Linked DNA regions of Xenopus tropicalis: region 2 is linked to region 1. A link is a contact called in public Hi-C data. All regions are on one chromosome and are shown on one strand. Each heading gives the region's core, a stretch centred on a gene start, on an enhancer-like site or on the middle of the called end of the contact. The rest is flanking DNA. Distances are from core to core; before and after follow the strand shown. Region 1 has its middle 8.8 kb from the start of plpp3. Region 2 overlaps plpp3 (phospholipid phosphatase 3).

What was found. Hi-C and Micro-C count contacts between places; a contact is called where the count stands out from the background.
Region 2: a Hi-C map of gastrula embryo shows a contact between it and region 1, with 2.5 times the contacts expected there. The contact joins two enhancer-like sites. A contact is called at or near these places in 2 of 5 Hi-C or Micro-C datasets (gastrula embryo and neurula embryo).

What each region holds. Positions count from the first base shown.
Region 1 is chr4:87,605,658-87,608,724 of UCB_Xtro_10.0, forward strand. No RefSeq gene overlaps it. Among named protein-coding and RNA genes, the nearest start is that of plpp3, 8.8 kb to the right of the region's middle. Within about 2 kb of position 1,499, at least 3 of the 11 cell types and tissues checked have an H3K27ac peak or open chromatin away from gene starts, as enhancers often do. A contact at or near this core is called in gastrula embryo, where this site is marked.
Region 2 is chr4:87,648,587-87,651,653 of UCB_Xtro_10.0, forward strand. plpp3 (phospholipid phosphatase 3) reads left to right here. Exons shown (of 6, transcript NM_001016858.4): 5 at 309-485. Among named protein-coding and RNA genes, the nearest start is that of plpp3, 34 kb to the left of the region's middle. Within about 2 kb of position 1,540, at least 2 of the 11 cell types and tissues checked have an H3K27ac peak or open chromatin away from gene starts, as enhancers often do. A contact at or near this core is called in gastrula embryo, where this site is marked.

The sequences.
Region 1 (3,067 bases), core at 249-2,748:
TTTACAGATATATGGCTACATGCATGGATTTGTTGTGCTTCTAAGCCAACTAACAAACTGTTTCGTTGACAATTGGACTATGCATAACTGTAACATGACACATGAACTATTACATGGTATATGTCAAAATATAATATAGTCCGATTTATTTTTGTGTCACTATAACTTTGCTATATGAAGCTCTATTTAAATTTCATGGCCTCATCTATAATTAAATGCTAATTAACTAAGCTGAGCACTAAGGGCTCTGGCACAGGGGGAGATTTGTCGCAGGCGACTAATCTCCCCGTGTGCCAGAGCCCTAAAGCATTATAAGCTTTACGCATACTGCAACCATTAAAATAACTGAATAATTATAAATTCCTTATTTATGGCATGAATTGTGTGTGTACATATACAGTGGCCATATATATATATATATATATATATATATGGCGGATAAAAAGCAAATTGTGGGTAAAACTTCGCCCCTGTACAAAATTTATAATGAAGTAGTAGAATTCCTATCACATGAAGATGAGTGTAGGACTGGCCAGACTGGGCATGACGTAGTTGGCCAGCTTAAATATATTGCAATATAGTGATGGCCGAATCCTTCCATTTTTGATTTGCCAAAACTTTGCAAAATGCATTGAAGTCAATGGGCCATAATTTTTTCTATCACGCAACAATTTTTTTTCAGCTATTGGAGTGTGTTTTTTGCGGCAAAACCTGGCAAATATTGTCGCTTAGCGCTAATATGGACAAAAAAATCCCTGTTTTGCTTAAATGGGAGGGCATTTCTTGGTAGCTTAATGCACAGAATGCCTTAATGTCCTATGTATATATTCATAATGGGGACCTTGCAGAGGACCTCTTGTTTTTGTCTATATATTTTGCTGTCACAGCTTAATTCCATCAAATAGTAGCAGGTGCACTCCTTCAATCTATCAGTGCCTTGGTACTCCCATTTGGGGATAAAATATCCATAGACAGTAATGGTATACTTGTGAATCATAGTAATACAAAGAAAACTATTTGTTAAGTCAGTGTTTCAGGTTTAGGGATAATTATCAAGACTAAATAAGTTTAGAAGAGGGTCCCTGAGATGACTGAACGTTGACTTAATACATTTTTTTTGTGTATTCCTAAGACTTATAAGGCCACTCCCATAATCGCACTCCCTTTGCAAAATCAAGTAGCTGGGTGTCAGTGAAAATATAAATCACAAAAGTACTGCACTTTCAAGATTAGCAAATAATAAAGAATAGAAATAAAGAAATTAGACTAATCCAATAAATAAATAAGATTACAACACTTTTGTATATATATGTACAGTATATAGTAGTATACATTACTATGCAGTAAAAAAGAGAAAAAAGAGAAAAGTCTATTAGAGAATGCCACTTACTGTTTGGGTAGAAGGTATTAAGAGTATGATTAATGGCAAGAGGAACAAAACACATGGCACATTGCATTCTTTAGTAACCGTGAAACTCCACATTCAGTCTTTATCCTACTAGTATCTTCTCAGTGTTAGCATGAATAGTTCATTGTGTTACACCGAAACTTGCATTTTAATTAAGTGCCCCCACTGTCAGTGAAAGTGTTGTTTTCAATATACTTTTTACTTCAATATACTTTTTAACAGGTTGATTAAACCAAACTGAAAGCCTAAACTGCTAAAGCTATTCCTTACAATAACACTTGATTTCAGCATAGATAGTGAATGTATGGTACAGCAGTACAGTAGTGGCACATGATTCACATTAGAAAACATGCATATGTTTACATCCCACATAGAGTAAGCAGATTCTACTCTAAAGAGGTAAAATGCATTATACCTAAATGGGAAGCCAGTCCTTCAGGTGTAAGGCAAAACTATGGAATCTATATTATTCATGTTACATATAACAATACATTAATACAGCATATTCATTAACATAAAAAACATCAGCAAACAATTGCCTCTAGAAAAAACCCTTTGTTTGGAGTGCACAGACCACCCATGAAAGAATCATTGCATCTGTCATCCCAGGGGAGAAAACACAAACATGGAGAAGATTATAACTGCAGTAAGATTAACACATATACACATGTATACATATATTTGTGTTACTCTTCCTTACTACAATTATACTTAAAGTTTATCGACAAATGTAAGGTACAGTATGATGGGAATAAGTAAGAGTAAATGTGTTTTAAAAACATCTGTTTTCAAAAGCCAGGTTTGTAATTTTCCAATTTTTGTGCATTTTAACATTTAGTTGTCCATTTGAACACCAGCTTTATGAATTTCATGTACCTAATTGTCAGAATAGTTTAAGAAAAACTTAAGTTGGTATGTTTTCTTTTACAACAACTTTTTTTTAGAATTAATAAGGTCAAATTAAATTAGTTTAAATGAAACACAATTACTCCAACTCTGATTCTACACACACTATTTTGATGAAGCTAGCATAAATAGAAATGAAAACATTCAATTATATATTACTAAATTTGTCATTACAAATTATATGATTTTCTGGTGTAAACAAATGTTTTACTCCACATTCAAATGTGACACTTTTGTGATTCCCCTACCATGTGCCTTGTACAAGGAAACCACTTTATTTTGTAACACACTATGAACACTAGGTGGCAGTCTTATACTTCTTTTGAAGCAAGTGGACAGAGTTACACTATTGCAAATTACACCACTCACTTCAGGCTGCTCATATAATATAGTCAGTTTTTTAAAGAGACACTAGTGTTGTGCTACAAAAATCCAGTAAACAGTACCGGACAATTAATAATAGTCTCACACTGACAGCAGAAACATTTTGGTAGACGTCAACAGTACAGTGCTTTAGAATGTACAACTGCCCAACAGCACCCGATAGCACAACTCATTTTTTGTAGCACAGAAAAATATATGTGGTAGCACCCAAAATCAAATATTATATTGAATATCATAATAAAAGTAAAAATAAAAGTGAAACAGATTCCTTAAACAATAACAGCTGTTTTATTGGGTCAACAGTTCCTCTTTAATGTTTGCAGTCCTTAATCAATTTTAGACTATAGCTTCACAAATTAAACTGATATT
Region 2 (3,067 bases), core at 290-2,789, 43 kb after region 1:
TGGAAAAAACTGTAATAAAGTATTTCTCAGACTGACACAAAGTACTACCAAGAAAGAATGTGGCGTCATAATAAATCCAGATCTGAAACTCCCACTTTATGCTATTATGTTATGCAGCACTCCTTCTTGCAGTTTTGATTAAATTAACGGTGTTCCACATTTGCAAAGCATTTAAAGTGTGCATTTACAAAGTCATGGTTCTGTTACGAAACCAGCAGAAACAGCAGTGTTTTAAAATGTGTACATATGTCTATATACTGTGGATTTTCTTTGTTTAAAAATTAAAATCTATCTATTGCTATTTTTAGCTCTATCTACAATCACGGTTTACCTGGAGAGGAGCTCGTCTGTTGCGCCCCCTCCTGCAGTTCACCCTTCTCATGATGGCGTTCTACACAGGACTGTCCCGTGTTTCTGACCACAAGCATCACCCCTCTGATGTGCTAGCAGGTTTTGTGCAAGGGGCCCTGGTTGCTTACTGCATAGTAAGTATAATTATTTCAGTTGTGGGGAAACTCCATACAGAAAATTAAAAAGGCAACCTACATTCCCATAATATACAAAATATACAATGTGTCTGGACTGTATCTACAAAAAAACGCAAAATGTTACTATTTCATGTAATTCTCATTACATAGTATTCTACATTATTGTCATCATATATAGATTTTTTTATGAATAACCTGAATAACTATATATACGGGTATGGGATCTATTATCTGAAGTGCTTGGGAGTTGAGGTTTTCTTGAAAAGGGGTTTTCCTATAATTTCAATATTATAATCATGGATACATTTTATTTTGAAATCACCTTACCTTAAGTAGTTTTGGCTGTAGCATATTTAAACTACTTTGAACTCTAAGCTATACTGTAGTGCCTACTCCCACCAAACAGTTGCTTCACTGCCCTTTGCTTATCCCACTAGTTCAGCTTTTTTAATGGAATATTTAACTTTTTAATGAATGGGCAACTCTAAAAAAAAGGGGGTTTAGTTTTGAAACTCCAGCCCCACCTACTCTATTACAAAACAGTAAGTAAAAAAAATACATGGTTATAGGTTATGCCATGTTGCAGCTGAATGCCACATGGGTTATGTGACTACTGCATTAGATATGGTAGCTAGGGGACCTTACACATCTGCTTAGCTTTTCCACTGGACCCCATCCATACTTCCATTTCTGTAAAAATCGTTTATAAAACATTATATTTGCTTATGTTTGTGGAACTTGCATACATCAGAGAGAAAGATCATATAAACAAAACAGAGCTTAAAATAGTATGATACTGAACTTTTATTTAAATGTTACTGTTTTTAAACTTTGTGTAGTAACATTTCAACCACATTTATTAACTGCAAAGTGTGTCTGAACCAGATAATGCTTTTCAGCCGGTTTCTGCTTTGTGTTACAAATTTAGTCATTTTGCAAATAGAAAAAAAGACAATCCTTCGTTAACATACAAAACAGAAAGACATTCGTGGTGTCAGAAGATCAGATGCAAACACATTTGTCAGTAGAAGGGTATGTCTGTGTCTGGTCAGTGCAGAAAGATGAGTCCATTCGTACTAAGAGGCTGCTTAAGATACATGGCAGGGACACATGAGGTTTGCAACTGGATGACGCAGTGCAGTTAAAAAGGAAACAGCTGGTTGACAAAGCCATAAACTTCCAGTTTGAATTATTTTCACACCAAAGAAAACCCATAATATGAATGTGCATGCCCTTTTGTCTTAACAAGCACAAAACTTTAGCTGTCTGCAAATCTGTTATTCTACTTTATTCTGTAATTACTGATATTCAGTAATGATATACTACATTAAATTTGAATTGACTCTTATTGGTAGCAGATAATTAGTATATCATTTACAACAGAAAAATACAACTAAAATTATACATTTAATCAGGTAGATATGGTAGACAGCAAAATTACTTTTGGTAGGGATTTAAGACAGTCCCCGCTGTCCACTATAACATTAGCTATCTTCATGTTCAGTAACAAAAGATTCTTAGTTAACAATATTATGAAACTTTTCTGTCTAGCATTGTTTGGAACTGTATGTAATGCATCAGACTTGACCTTTGCTAGATGGAACACTGCCCAATTCATGTTTTAATGAATGTGGTTTGAAAAAAAACCTTATCCACAGTGACTAAGAGTGCTTTAAGAGCCTCTTTGCTTTCCTCAATCTGCCATTAATGCAGTCTACGCAAATGTTCAGAATGAAGATGAATGATCTAATTCTTCTGAAGCATTTGCTCTTTCCTGATAGCACATAATCTTGGTAGCCAAATGCAGCAATAATATCTCAATGCAACAGCTATTATACAATTATGAGTGACCCCCCCACCTCTGTATACTTCAGGCATTAAATGAAATCTTTGGACCAGTAAAATGTCATAGGAAACATTTTTTTTATGACCCAAGAAAACACCATTCATACATTATAAATGTTTTGTTAACTACATTTTACCTACTTCCCTGCTTAGTTTACATTCAATTATTGCTAGTATGCTTCAGTAACCAGTCATTTGAAACCAGCGCCTCTCATTATTTCACCACTTTACTTTATAAGGAAGCATAGATCATATACAGCTGGTTCCCATTTACATAGTTCTCATTGCCTGTAATTTAAGTGAAGATGAACTGTGCCTTTACTCCCTGTGAATTTTAGCATAGCATAACTTGAACTGAACTTATTAATTTGTTTCACCTTTTTGTTGGTAGAGATTAATGGACTTGTCTATGTAATATCCAACACAAATTAGCTGATCCCCTGAAACACAAATTTGTAAATTCAGTATTTTTTAAGTGAAAAGGGAGCAAGTAATAGCAACAGTTTCATACTAAAATGTAATTAGCATTCCCTAAAGTAAATACAATTGCACCATTACCAGGTGTGTAACATTTAGCGGAAGAGACCTTGGAGTACCATAGGGAGTCCAGGACACAGACAGGGTCCAGTGAGTCCCCCTGACTGTTGAGCAATTTCTTATGATTATCTTCCAAGGTTTTGGAAGGGGCCCTAAAACAGTTTTCCTATGGGGCCCTGTAACTTCCGTTGTTCCCC